Linked DNA regions of Drosophila melanogaster: all the other regions are linked to region 1. Evidence: chromatin contacts called from public Hi-C and targeted proximity ligation data. All regions are on one chromosome and are shown on one strand. The core of a region is the stretch at or near the end of the contact, and the rest is flanking DNA. Distances in the headings are between cores, read along the strand shown. Region 1 holds the start of Ald1 (Aldolase 1). Region 2 holds the start of CG5455. Region 3 holds the start of tx (taxi).

What was found. Hi-C and Micro-C count contacts between places; a contact is called where the count stands out from the background.
Region 2: a contact with region 1 is called in a Hi-C map of the Kc167 cell line, with 5 times the contacts expected there. A contact is called at or near these places in 4 of 107 Hi-C or Micro-C datasets (the Clone 8 cell line, the Kc167 cell line and brain) and 1 of 7 datasets of targeted methods (the Kc167 cell line).
Region 3: a contact with region 1 is called in a targeted proximity ligation map of the Kc167 cell line, with 7 times the contacts expected there. A contact is called at or near these places in 9 of 107 Hi-C or Micro-C datasets (the Clone 8 cell line, the Kc167 cell line, the S2 cell line and 4 more) and 1 of 7 datasets of targeted methods (the Kc167 cell line).

Annotation. Positions count from the first base shown.
Region 1 is chr3R:26,259,725-26,264,081 of dm6, forward strand. Ald1 (Aldolase 1) reads right to left here and starts at 1,867. Exons shown (of 4, transcript NM_170262.2): 1 at 1,612-1,867. CG6154 reads left to right here and starts at 2,938. Exons shown (of 8, transcript NM_143214.2): 1 at 2,938-3,262. It also overlaps asRNA:CR44321.
Region 2 is chr3R:26,459,633-26,463,989 of dm6, forward strand. CG5455 reads left to right here and starts at 1,895. Exons shown (of 7, transcript NM_143224.4): 1 at 1,895-2,014. CG14238 reads left to right here. Exons shown (of 7, transcript NM_143223.2): 3 at 55-206; 4 at 263-461; 5 at 514-582; 6 at 644-847; 7 at 908-1,349. The coding sequence ends at 1,115.
Region 3 is chr3R:26,438,187-26,442,543 of dm6, forward strand. tx (taxi) reads left to right here and starts at 2,592. Exons shown (of 2, transcript NM_001300614.1): 1 at 2,592-3,550.

The sequences.
Region 1 (4,357 bases), core at 617-3,116:
CACTAGATATGTATGTACACCCTTATCTATAGAATTATCTATAGATGTTGCGGATTCACTCAGCAGACAACACCCACCTACACTTGCCGGCAATCAATCGAAGACTGAAATGTTTCGAAAACTAGGCGAAATATATACGATGACAAAAAAGAAAGAGGAACGAAGAGCAGCCAACGCATGACAACAAAAAACAATCAAAATAAATTTACGTTCCTATCAAGAGACCGTTTATAAAAATAAACCGCCACATGTCCGTCTATATGTATTCGTGAGCTTGCTATCAGTGAAAATTTTGAATCGAAAACGACGAAAAAACGAGCCCCCAGTTGCGTTTTAGTTCCAAAGGTTTTGCATTATCATAACGAGATTTTAGGTCCGGCCTCCTTGAACGCAGACAGTGGGTCAAAAGAACATCCAACAGTTGAGATAATACTACTACTACTACTACGAACTGACGTCAACTGATTAGCCGTAAACATGGGTGGTAATAATTGTATACTTGTCTGAAAATAGGAAACTTCGAGCACTCCCATACTTCTATCTATGCCCTTATTATGTGACCCCAAAAACTTTGTTGTGGTAACTGTTTACTAGATAAGCCAATGTACCTTATCTAGTCTTATTTCATCGATTAGCTTATACTTTACAATGAGAATGTATACCTATAATTCCATTATATTCATTATAAAATTTCCCAAAGCTTGATATAAACGATCAAAGGAACATAAATTGGTTGTTTTAAATGTTCAAAACTCTTCTTAAAAATCCTAATCAGGTTGATCTTGAAAGGAAGTCCTTTGGAGTACCAAAACTTGTTTTCTGTAGGTTTCAAAACAACCCTTAAACTTCTGCCCCTCTTTTCTCATGTACTCTCTACAAACTATCGGTAAAATGTTTGCTCTCCTTCATTCACTGAAATCTCAATTAAATGGTAGGTATAAAATGCAATAGACAAAAGCATATTGCGTCTATCATGAGAAGACGTCAACAATCTGATGAATTTACGATGACGTTGGCTAATTGAAGTCTAAGCGAGAGAGCGATGGGAAAGTATACATATGTATATCGCGATGTATAGTACATACATTTAACATTTGCGCCAACTATTTATAAAGAAAAACCGCAGCGGCGACTACAAATTGCAGTTGAAAGCCTGCCAACAAGCAAATGAACTCGAATGAAAGAGCGGATGAAAAGTAAGAGAGCCGGTTGAGCCGGTAGAGAAAACTACTACTCACGAAAGTGAGCCAAAAGTCACCCGATAAGGCTTCTTATCGCCTGCAGTTCGCGTAGCCCCCCCACTCCTTCAACCGCGGTGCATAGGTCAACAACACTCGAGAGCCTCGAGGTTCTAGAACTTGTCATAAAAGTGGCGAGCACGCGGAAATGGTAAGATTAGAGAATAATTAAACTATATTCGAATACGCACTCACTAACACTAACACGCCTACAGATTCGCTGCTGCTCTGTAGATTTGGATTACGAAACACCCAGAGAAATGGGAACGATTACGCGACTTTTCAACTGCACTGCCGCCAATGGGGGGAAAAATATCTGAATTTTTTTTAAGGGGCTCAGGGGTTCTGTTCACTGCGTATGACGCCCACTCACCGAACTGGAAACTGAATCTGGGATGTGGTGATTAGCTGCTGGCTACTGGCTGGGTCCGCTGCTGCTGCTGCACTGGAGGAGAGCGGTTAACGCTTTTATTTTCGGCCCGTGTCGCTGCTACTGCCGCTGCCGATGCCTCTGCTACCGCTGACTGCGGCGTCAACGTGAAATTCCAAAGCGAAATAAGCGAGACATGCCGAGCGAGACCCCAAAAGGTTGTTTGGAGGTCGTCGCCGACGGTGTTGGGCAACCGACTGAGCCAAGCGCTTTAAATTCCCAGATCCCCAAACGAAAGGTATCCAAAATAAAGCTCATTCTGGGAGCTTTTAGTGGGGGATGGAACCTAACAGATAAGCTGTAAAACTTATTAGACAGCTTTGAGAAGCTTTAGCTTTCGTTTGGGCGGTAAAAATTTAAATGAAATGTGCTCAAAGCGTATTAACATAATAAATAATTTATCTTAAGATCTCAAACACTATACGATATATATTGAAATAGTATTGAAATGTTAAAAACAATAAAGTGCCACAAACTTAATGTCGCGTCTTGCTGGATATAGTCATCCCAAATCATCCTCATCAAGTGAACTATATGTCTTGCCAAGCTTTCTTGCCCAAAACTATAAAAAAGCATTAAAAATGAAGTGTTATCTTTGCAAGTATTTGTATCTTTTAACCTGTCAACAACATTTCCTATTCTACTTATGCATTGAAAAGAGGGTAGAATAATTAATTTGGTGTATTTTAACCTTAATTACGAGCGACCTGCTTTACTTGGGGCGGTCAATGAATTTTTCGTGACCATCAGCATCAGGCGCTCCAGCGGCAGCGCAACAAAAACGAGGGGTGCCAGAAGCAGCAGCTAGGATAAGCGACTTTCACGCCATGCCTGACCTCCTGCAATGTTAAAGGACTCAACCCCCTGGCACTGGAAACAGCTGATTGAGAGCGCAAACTTTGAGAAAATATCCCCCTATTCTGCCATACAATCTGTTCGAGCGAAAGAGAAAATCGTTTCGCTCTTTAAAATGTCCTAATATGACTTTGGCACAGTTTTCTGAATGAAAAGAATGACTGTGGAACGGGTTATAACATTTAAAGGATTTTAGATATTTCATAGACTATCTATGCTTAGGTTTCTTTAGTTAAAGTGATACAGTTGCTAGATATATATGAAATAATATGCTTACCTAATGAAGGAACCTTAGCCACAGTGCTCTTCATTGTCCTCGCTCTCTTTGTGCCTCGTGGCTTCGTCCTTCGTCCTGTTTCGGTTCTCGTGCCTGCCTCACTCGCTTCCCATTTTCGTTTGGGGATTCTGGTTCAGTTTTCAGTTCGAATTCGTGCGTCGGTCGGTCGAGTTGTGTGCCAAACGCTCGGCACCTGTCGCCCAACACGTGTTGCGTTCCACTTGCGCTGCGCGTCTCCTTCGCACACCCGCGTACACCGCGGCGTATACGCTACGTACTGTGGTGCAGCCAAAGCGAAATAATTTCTGATTATTCTAGTTATGTGAACCGAAAGTGGAGTGCATAAGAGTCTGAAATTCAAGCACCAGCTGTGTTTTAACTCATATTAAATTAAAGAGGAGATACGAAAAAGAGGAGTGAATTTGTGGTTCAGAAGAATGATAAATTGTTTTCCCAGTTTTGGTAAGAAACGATTTGGTTCGATTTGGTATACTCATTAAAAGTTGATGTAGATCAGATTATAAAGTATCTTTCAAAAAACTACAGAAAAATGTTCATTTCTAAAACTAATATTGATGGAACCCTTTTTTTTGCTTTACAATAAATGGCAAGATTAAAGATTAGGGCAAAATAGCTAGAAAAGTTTTTGATCAACTATAGTTAGGTTATACTATATTTCTATTTATCTAGTCTTTTTGTTAAAGGACATTTGAAATAGTTTTTTCTTAAATTCCATTTTTCTTCTTATAAGAGTTCACGAAAACCAAAAGAATGTGTGCAACAAAGAATGCAAAATAGTTTTCCCGGGGCTTGCTGAGTATTCAGCATACATACCAATATGGGTTTCGTATGCAGATTTCTGCCAGCCAGAGTCATAATATTGAGCAATTGATGAGAGCGCGTTTAGCTTGGCTTTGTGGCACTTGGCTCATTAATATGCGGAAGGCGACACAAAACACTCCCCCACGCCTCCACCCACACATATACAAACACACGCACACACACACAGGGAAAAGCCTCCCCTTCCCTAAACTTGTGTCTGTGTTTTGTCTCGTCCTCATCTGCATTTGCCCAAAATGAGAATGAGTATCCCATAACCGACTGAACAGCATCCTGCTTGCTGATGATAATGTTGATTCCTGCCTTCCGCAACAATTTGCTTTGAACCTAATCCGCCCCTTTTTCTGCCACGCCCCAGTAGCTATAGCTTAACCAAAATTCGAAATTCATACCAGTCTCCGGCTCACATTTCACTAGCTTTTGTTGCGGCATTTATAAATGCTTGTTACCTTTTCCTCTTTTCATTTTTAGTCTTGGTCGGAACAAAGTGTTTATGGTCTCTGGCAGTTTGAATTTTGTATCTTTGTTCAGGAATCCCTCTTGAAATGATACAAATTGCGTTTTCCTATTATTCGTCAGCCTAGATTTGCAAAGCTATTTGGAGATTGAGTTCAATTAAATAGAGAACGTCATTCAATGGAGCAGTATCCGATATGAAATGAAAATGTAGGCATTGCAAACTAATTACTTTTTACTCGATGGGTAAACATTTTTGAT
Region 2 (4,357 bases), core at 645-3,144, 200 kb after region 1:
TTTAATCATTTTATTATTAAAATGTAAATGATCATGGGAATCTTTATTCTGCAGACATACAGACTGTTGCCAGAACTGTTGCTGTGGCATTGATGTTTGGGGCATCGTACTCAATGTGATCCTGCAGGATGCGCCCTTCCTCACCTTTCGCCTGCTGATTATCTTCCAGTACAAAATCATTAACTACATGAACGTCTTCTTTACATGTACGTATTATAAATATTTTTATGCGTAATTTTATTACTTACATATATGTTATTAGGCAAAAACTCGTTGGTGATCATCCTGCAGCTTTATCGGCTATATGTGGTCAACGCCGAGTTCTGGAAAAATCGGCGTGAAAGTCGAATGGCCAAGTCACGTCAGTTTCAATCTCGTCGAAAAGTGCAGGATGCTGATCAGAACAGCATTTACATGATATCCAACGAAAGGGGTGGTGATGTCAAAAAGAAGATCAAAAGGTAGGTGTGGATGTAATTTAGATCCTTAATGAACTGCATCAACTATTTATAGGGCCAAGGACAAGGACTATGCGGAGCAGGAGGCGGTATACAGTAAAAAGAAGAAGGACAAGAAGGACAAGTGGGTCTTGAGCTCAACTGTGACATTAAAAAGAGAATTTAGATTAACCCACTGATTCCAGGAAGAAGCGCAAACGCAAGGATACTGGCTACTCCACGGCCAGCTCGCAGAATCTGTACTCCACGAAGGCGAGTGGCACGGACAAGGACACTCGCCGCAAGGACAAGAAGGGCAAGAAGTCCAAGCGCACCTGCAGCAGTTCACCCAGTGACTGCGACTTGGCCAAAAAGCAGAAGCGCAAGAACGCGGATAAAAACGATAAGAAGTAGGTAATATCTCGGGACTTGGCTGGTTATCCTTTGACTTATGATCCGATTTCCCGCAGAAAATCCCGCAAAATTGAGGCAGTCGTGGAGGAGTCGAGCAGCTCGAGCAGCAGCAGCTCCGATTCCAGCAACTCCACTCTGCCCAGCTACGAGGTCATCGACGAGAAGAAGGCCAGGCGCAGGAAGCACCGCGGAAGTAGTAGCGACACCAGTTCCGGGGACAGCAGCTCCTCCAGCTCCTCGTCCTCCAGCTCGGACTCGTCGTGAATGAGGCACTTTTTTGGCACTAACGCCAGACGTTAGGGAATCGATTTTTTTGGCAGTCACTTGCCAGCATTCAAGTGGCTGCGCCGCTGCTCCGGGAGCTCAGATTTGTAAGACCCCAAGGGGCAGGTCTATAATTTGATTGCAAACACACCGAGCGTTAATCATGAAAATACCACATGCTTACGCTTTTACATTAAAATGTTGTGAGATACAAAAGAAACTGCAGTGAGTTTTAAATACTTTTGAAACATTTATCTCTTCGCATTTCTGCATTATCTCTTCTGCATTTTGCACAACATTTTTATTACAAATTTGATGTATAATTTAATAGTGCTGAAACTCTGTGCTCCTTTGAATATTTTATATTAATTAACATGACATCTGCACGAAAATATTTTAAGGCTGTTTGTAGGCTTCCAAATAAGCTAGCATTTGCTATTTTCTTGATTAGTGCTCGATATATTTTGATATATTTGTATAAGCTACACTATGGCATATTTGAATGGATAATAAATACGCGGGCTCCACAGCGATAAGTTGGCAGCTCCGTTGGCATTAAAATGGAGCTCTCTTGATTAAATTTTCAACGTGGGGAAATTCTCTTAATGCTTTCTCTTTGCCGCATGAAAAGCTTAGCAACGCGAACTGCTGCTAAACTTTTGTTGACACACAGTTAGCTGTGATATTTGCCGTGAGTGTGTGTATGTGTGTGTGGGGTTTGGGGGGTGGGAGGGCTCTAGTTGGAGATTTCTCGAGAGCGTGTATTTTTGTAATAGCACAATAGTTGCTGCCGAGCGTCCAAACGCTGCGGACGCGATTTTCGCTTCGCTCCTCTCGGATTCGCAACGCTTTTCGAAAAAACCTCGCGTAACGCCAGAAGCTTTGTTGTTGTCGAGTGTGTAAGTTCAAGAGTGTGTATGCGAATGAGTGTGTGTGCGAGTGAGCGTGCTTTGTCGGATCCATCGCATATATACTTGATATATAGACGCACGATAAATGCCTATTAAGAAATGTTCTTCGAAAAGAACTCTTGAATATATCTGCAAGTGCCGTCTCTCAGTGCCCATCAATAAATCACGGCAGCTACATAGCATATACCATATACCCCTCAAAAAAAAAAAAACAACAACAAAGGTTCCCTTTGGCAGACTTTATTAACTATTAACCGGACAAACAAAAAACAGTTGTCAAGCCGATTAAAATTTAAATGGCTATAATGTGGCGCAGGTGTGAATTTTCTGTCTTTTTTTTTTGCTCTGTGAATAATTCAATTAATACTTGACAAACCTTTGGCAAATGGACTCATCACAGTTACAGTGCGAATTGCCCCGACAAATTGGCTCACCCCACACACAAATTATATATGGTATATATAGACAAATATATATATGTATGTATATATACATACAAGGGAGTGCACTGGATAATCTGGAACTCGAAACACGTTCGCGGCCTTAAAGTTCACAAATTATGGCTCCTTTTCCGATTCTTTTCGTTTTCGTTTTCATTTTCGTTTCATTACCTCTTCAAGCGCATTTTTATCTGGGCACGCGTAGTGAAGGTTAAGGCTTCCGCGGCTTAAAGTTACAACTCCCACGCCCCCTCAGCACGCCTAGCCCCCCTTGGGCACCACCCCCCGCCCCCCACACGTGTTGTTTTGTTTTCGGTCGTTGTTGTTTTGCGTTTAAGACACCTTAGTCGTCTATGTATGTATGAAGAAATACAAAACCACAGCGGGCCTCAGCAGCTTTTGTCCGAGAATAATCCCGCTCTTTGGGGGAGTCTTTGAGACAATGATGGGGCTCTCTGCTCTCATTTGCCGGTTTTCCACTGAGAGACCGAGTGTGAGCAACCGCGGGAAAAGCAGCGAAGCGAGAAGCTCTCTTACAGAGAGAAAAACAAGGAAAACTCGAACTCATTTGCATACGCGGGTTTTTTCCTTTTAAACAATTTGTTTATTTAACGATTTAGCTATGTACAGACAGGTTAGCTAAAATGAATCTTTTGAACCCACGTTTTATTAGGGAGTATATGATCCAAAAATCTATAAAGCATAATAAAAAATACAAATTTTTTATTACATTACAGGGCGCTATTTCTGTTGGGAAATTTCTTAAAGTAATAAATAATAAGATCAACGATTTGCTTCATTTGCTCGCTTATGTTTATACACATTTCGTTGCCATGCCACAAGAAACTTGTTCAAAAATAAAAAAAATCATTTGATGAAGGAGATACATATTTTCCATATATTTCCCCCGTGTAATAATTTATGTTTCAGTCCGTTTGCCTTTCATACGATAGACCAAAGTCCACACTTGGCCAGCGACAGTTGCGAGGGCTCAATCAAACCAGTCCATTGAAGGATGGTAATTAATATCTGGTGCGTTTCTTGAGGTATTTGGTCGAAACATACTAATTAGCAGAGAGAACGGCTTGTCATAGATACGCCAATACACGCCAATAGCCACCCACTCAAGGTCGTTGGGGGTCAAGGCTGCCGCCGACGGTACAGTTCCTCATCGTCATTATCGTCAGTAGCATCACCAGACAGAACATTTTCAGTATGGCCTGATCCATGCTGTGCAGACACAGATATACATAATCTAAATGAATTGCCGCCTCTGGCTTTGCATAACTCGTTTGCGAGCTGGTTGTCAAACAAGTGGTATGGAAATAATACAAATGTATTTCCAAATGTGAAAATGATGTGCAGCTGCGGGCTAAATCTTTTGTTTGACAGTGGCGGGAAATGATAATCATTTCAATTGTTTACCGAAATAAATTGACACTCTTATTAGTTATTACAAGCAAAACGCTGGATAATGAAAGTGGGTGATAGGGGACATTTAACGCATTTATTTCAGCTCTTTATCGAAGCACGAATTAATCATTTAACTCATGAATGTATATGTATTTTACTTTTGCGGAAGGCAGCAGGATAAACTGGTGACGATTTTCCATTGTCTTCTGACCCAGTTACGAAACGGCCTTCCACAGTTCATTGCTTATCTGTCAGTGACCCATAAATGGGTGAGAAATTAACAATCACATAACGCTGTATTCTGACTACCGACATTATTTTGAGGGGCGACAGCTGTTTTCCAGCCAGTTTATTTTGGACGGTTTATTGCCCAAGTTGAAATGCAAGTGCGTATCTTATCGCTGTGAATAATTCTTGAACCTGACAAATGTGACACTGATTAACCTAGCAAATCAATTGTGAAGGTTAATTTCACGGA
Region 3 (4,357 bases), core at 1,342-3,841, 180 kb after region 1:
GGGAGCGTGGGCTGGCCAAGTCGAGTGTATTTCCGCTTGAAAGCGGCAATAACGATATTTGTAATAATAAATTTACGTAAAATATAAAACAAAATCAACGTTGACTCAAGACCCAGTCGCCGCCCACTCAGCGACACCAACGCTTTTTCGAGGCTGCAGACAAAGTTAACAGCCGACAAGGTAGCAACAGTACACACAAAACAGCCAGCTCAGAAGCTTGGCCCGAAGCCCCACGATGCTCACAATTAGCCGAGTCGAGAGAGTTTGTATACAAAAGTCTCTGCTTTCTCACTGCTTTCCCGTGCGATGGCCATAAATGGTCGCAGACACGTCTCACAGACTTCCTTAGCGGGATCGCCGGCCATCCAAGTGGGCCAAGAGGGAAGGGGCTAATAGCTGATGGCTTATAGCGTTTGGGGCCCCCCTTTGATCGAACTTATACTGGGCATCGCGCCTGGCTTTCTGACCATATTAAGGCAAATGCGATTTCCGAAGCTGGCAATTAAAAGCCAAAGCCAAAGCTGAAACTCAGAACATTTGCATAAGCAATTGAGCGACATGGCAGGTGGAGCAGGGGCATTATTCACGCTCAAATTAGATTAAAAGTAATGACAATTAACGCCATAAAATTCTAGTACTTAAGTAGCAATTAGTTAAACTTATATAAATTCAGTCTTTACAAGCATGCATTATGGCAATTATTAGTGTAAAAGTGCGAGAAATTATTTAAAACTGATTATTTTTTAAAATGTATATATTTTATTACCACGTTTTCAGCCCCTTTTGGCCATGCCCATATATTTTTGGACTTGGTCACAAAACAAACATTCAAAAGTGACGTTTGTTTTTTTAATTATGGCTCGCTTATTCATGTTCTTGTCTTTGGGAGTCGTCGTCGTTCGGCAGATTAAGCTGTCAGCAAAGAAACACAACATTTTGGCCACTTTGTATGTATTTTTAAATACGCTCAGTTAATCAAAAATATTCGTACATATATAATTTGATTTTCAGCTCCCTTCGCACGCAAATCAAATTAATGTTGCATGCGTTACTTTTCCACTCTCCTAAAATGTGTGACGACCTTGTGCCATGAAAAATGTATGCTTTCTGGGCATGAAAAAAAAAAGAATCATAATCAAATTTAACTGTTGTCATCATGATTTATTTACTCAAGAACAAAACACGACAAACGATGACGAACTCGCCTTCAGACAGAAGACAGAAGCACAAAGATAAATTAATCGCCAGTCAGTCACAGAGTCGATCGGTCTATTGCCCGAAGTCATTTATTCACAAATGCTCGTATATGAGTATATCGGGGCAAACTCGAGATTTAAGCCGGGTATGTCGTCATAGCTACAATAATGAGAAAACAACTTGTTTTGCCTGCAGGAGCAAATCCATTTTGCAATTATTTGCCTGTTTCAGTTAATTATAATTATTTGCGAAGCAACAAAATGCAAGCAAAAACAAACTATACAAACATGACTCTAAACAATATTCTTTGTTGAAAAATAAAAAAAAATCGGGTTCCAACAACTGAATTGTGACTTTGAAATCAGCTTAGCACTTTGAAATTAGACGCTATGTGAAAACAACTTGAGAAGTGCACACACCCAATACATCTGAACTGAAACTGATCGAAACGAATTAGAATAAATTATAAAATCCAAATATATGGACAGGAGTCAAAAGCGTCGGCTATCAGATACCCATCAAAAATATTTTAATTACAATTTAAATTGCTGAAAATTACTGAACACCACGTTTCGAAGAATTGTTATTATATATATTTATATTATCTTACAGGAAATACTTTAAATACTTGTCATGAATTAAAGTTAAAACAACAAAATTCCACCATCCATTCTTAAAACACTTAAATGACAAACAAATGAGGAGATTTCCTTGAACTTTACTTCGACGTGCCTCATAATTCGCCACGAAATCCAAGTTGATCCAAATAAATACCAAGAATGAGTATCATTTATGGTCTGGCAACCAAAGTTCAACCTTAAAAATGGAGATCCGACACAAGTCAAGCTTTGGTAGCTGATACCATCTCAATCAAAGGCGAATAAACATTTTTAACTATTTTCAAGTGAGCTCAAGCAATGTCTGACTTGTACAAATGAATGTCAAGCGCTGCTGCAGCAGCAAATAAAATTAGCAATAAATTTAAATAAATAACTGCCTGGCGATATTAGATCATACGAAATCTCAGGGGGCCGTCTACGCGTACTCGTGGTAGCACTCAAAACACTCGAAACGAAACCGAAAATCCATCCGAATCGGAAATCACTCAAGAGAGTGCGCCAAAGACCAACTGGGACCGTACTATGCGATACAGTACGATACGATACGATCCGATACGATACGATCCCATCCGATCCGGCCAACGCAAAAAGCACCCACACATCGGGTGGATGTGGATATTTGGGGAAAGAGAGAACTGGTTTCTCTTCAATGACTTTGTGCTGAGCTGTGCTGTGTTGTGTTGTGTTGTGCGCTGGGCTGTTTTGTGTTGGCGTTGGCGAGCGCCAGTGGGTTTCTCGGTTTATTGGTCGTCGCTGAGAAAACGAGACTGTGCTGCCTTTTAATGCGGCATTTCATTCATTGATCGTTCCAATAGCGCGCCGCACGCTCAGCGCAGCGGACAAGTGAGCCAAAAGTCCGACTTCCACTGCCATCGCCGCCCACCTGAGCCGCTAACCTGGCTAACGGAGTCAAAGCCAACTGGGGGCAGTAGTCAGCTGATTTAGCTGCCACCGCATCCCAAGCCAAACCAAGTCAGACCATCCCAGCGATCCGCGAGATATATCTATTCAGTGCACAGCCGACAAGCGCAGCAGGCGGACGCAGCGCAGCATTTTCTCCGTGTATTTTCGTATGCCATCTCGGGATATTGGATACAGATACAGATTCCGAGATACAGATACACAGAACGCGAGCGACGCGCACTCATAGATATTTTTAGCAACCGGCCTCACGCACACCGCCGCACACATTAGTACCGCCGCACTGACACACGCGGCTTGCACGTTTTCACGGAAAATCCATTCTTCGAGGCTTTTCCAGCAGGCCCAAGATAAACACAACTCAAGAATGCGCGAAAACCGTACCGAAGTTATTATCAATAGTTAAACCAGCGGCGCAATCACAACCGCAACAACCACAACCACCGCAATATTAATTCAAACCAAAACAAGTTCCAGAAGTTTTTGAGGAAATAAAAACTGAAAACAAACCTTTTTTGTTGTGTTAACATGCCAAATTTATGCATGAGCTAATAACTTTAAATCCGAAAAGAATAAAAAAAAGTCCAAACAAAACAAAATTCAAACAAAGATCGCATATCAAAATTAGTTGGGTGACTAATTAGACAGCGCGTTGTCGGAATTTCAATTTGCATACTTTGGCGCAACTTTAATGAACCAAAAATTAAAATAAAAACATCAACAAATCTTAATCAGAGTGCACAACTGAATTCAAATCATCCTGAAAGACCAATCCCGCAGCCATACATTGTTGGATTTATGAAATCAAAAAGGTAAATATACCGCCGCCATTTATCAGACATAAGCGTTCAGATATAGAAAAGATATAGAAGATCTGCCCGATCTCTTGTTGCCGCCCCAATAAAAATAGACAAAAGGCATTCCTCTGTCCAATCACGTTAGTGGCTGGCAGATGGGGCAGGGCGGGCTTTTAAGAAACTTCTGAAACATTTATTTGTCCAAGGTGTTGAAAAGCCAGATGTGTGCAGGGGAAAATGTTTTCGAGCTGCTCAGCAGGGAAAACGGCGACGACAGCCAGTTGTCAACTGATTTTCAAAGGTTACCGAAGGGAAGCAGCAACTTGGCTGCGTTTGTTTGCGACCAAAGTAGGGGGAACAGTTTAATTAATGTGCAAACAAAAGCTGTGAATTCTCATCATCAATGAGAGTCCCGCTTAACCTGCCACTCACTTTAAATCTGTGATGTGCTAATCAACGCCGGCATTTATTTATTTACTTTCATTTTCGCCATACCATTCGGCAACAAGCACTATGTTTGCCCAAATAATCGAGTAAAATTGGTTTCTGGCAGCCAGTCAATCGCCGATTTTAATTTGGCATTTATTTATTTAATATATTAATATATTATTCATTTTGTCGAAAGCTAAAATAAACTAGCATCTCATGGGCTGACTCAATACATGATTAAAAAATGTTATTCGTCATAAATATTTTATGATTTACAAAAAAAAAATTCGCCAAAAATACACGCATTAATCGAGTCAAATTTTAATGATTTTTCTGCCATGGAAAGGTGCATCTAAAATTAAATTAGTTTATGGACACATGAGTCTATTGCTA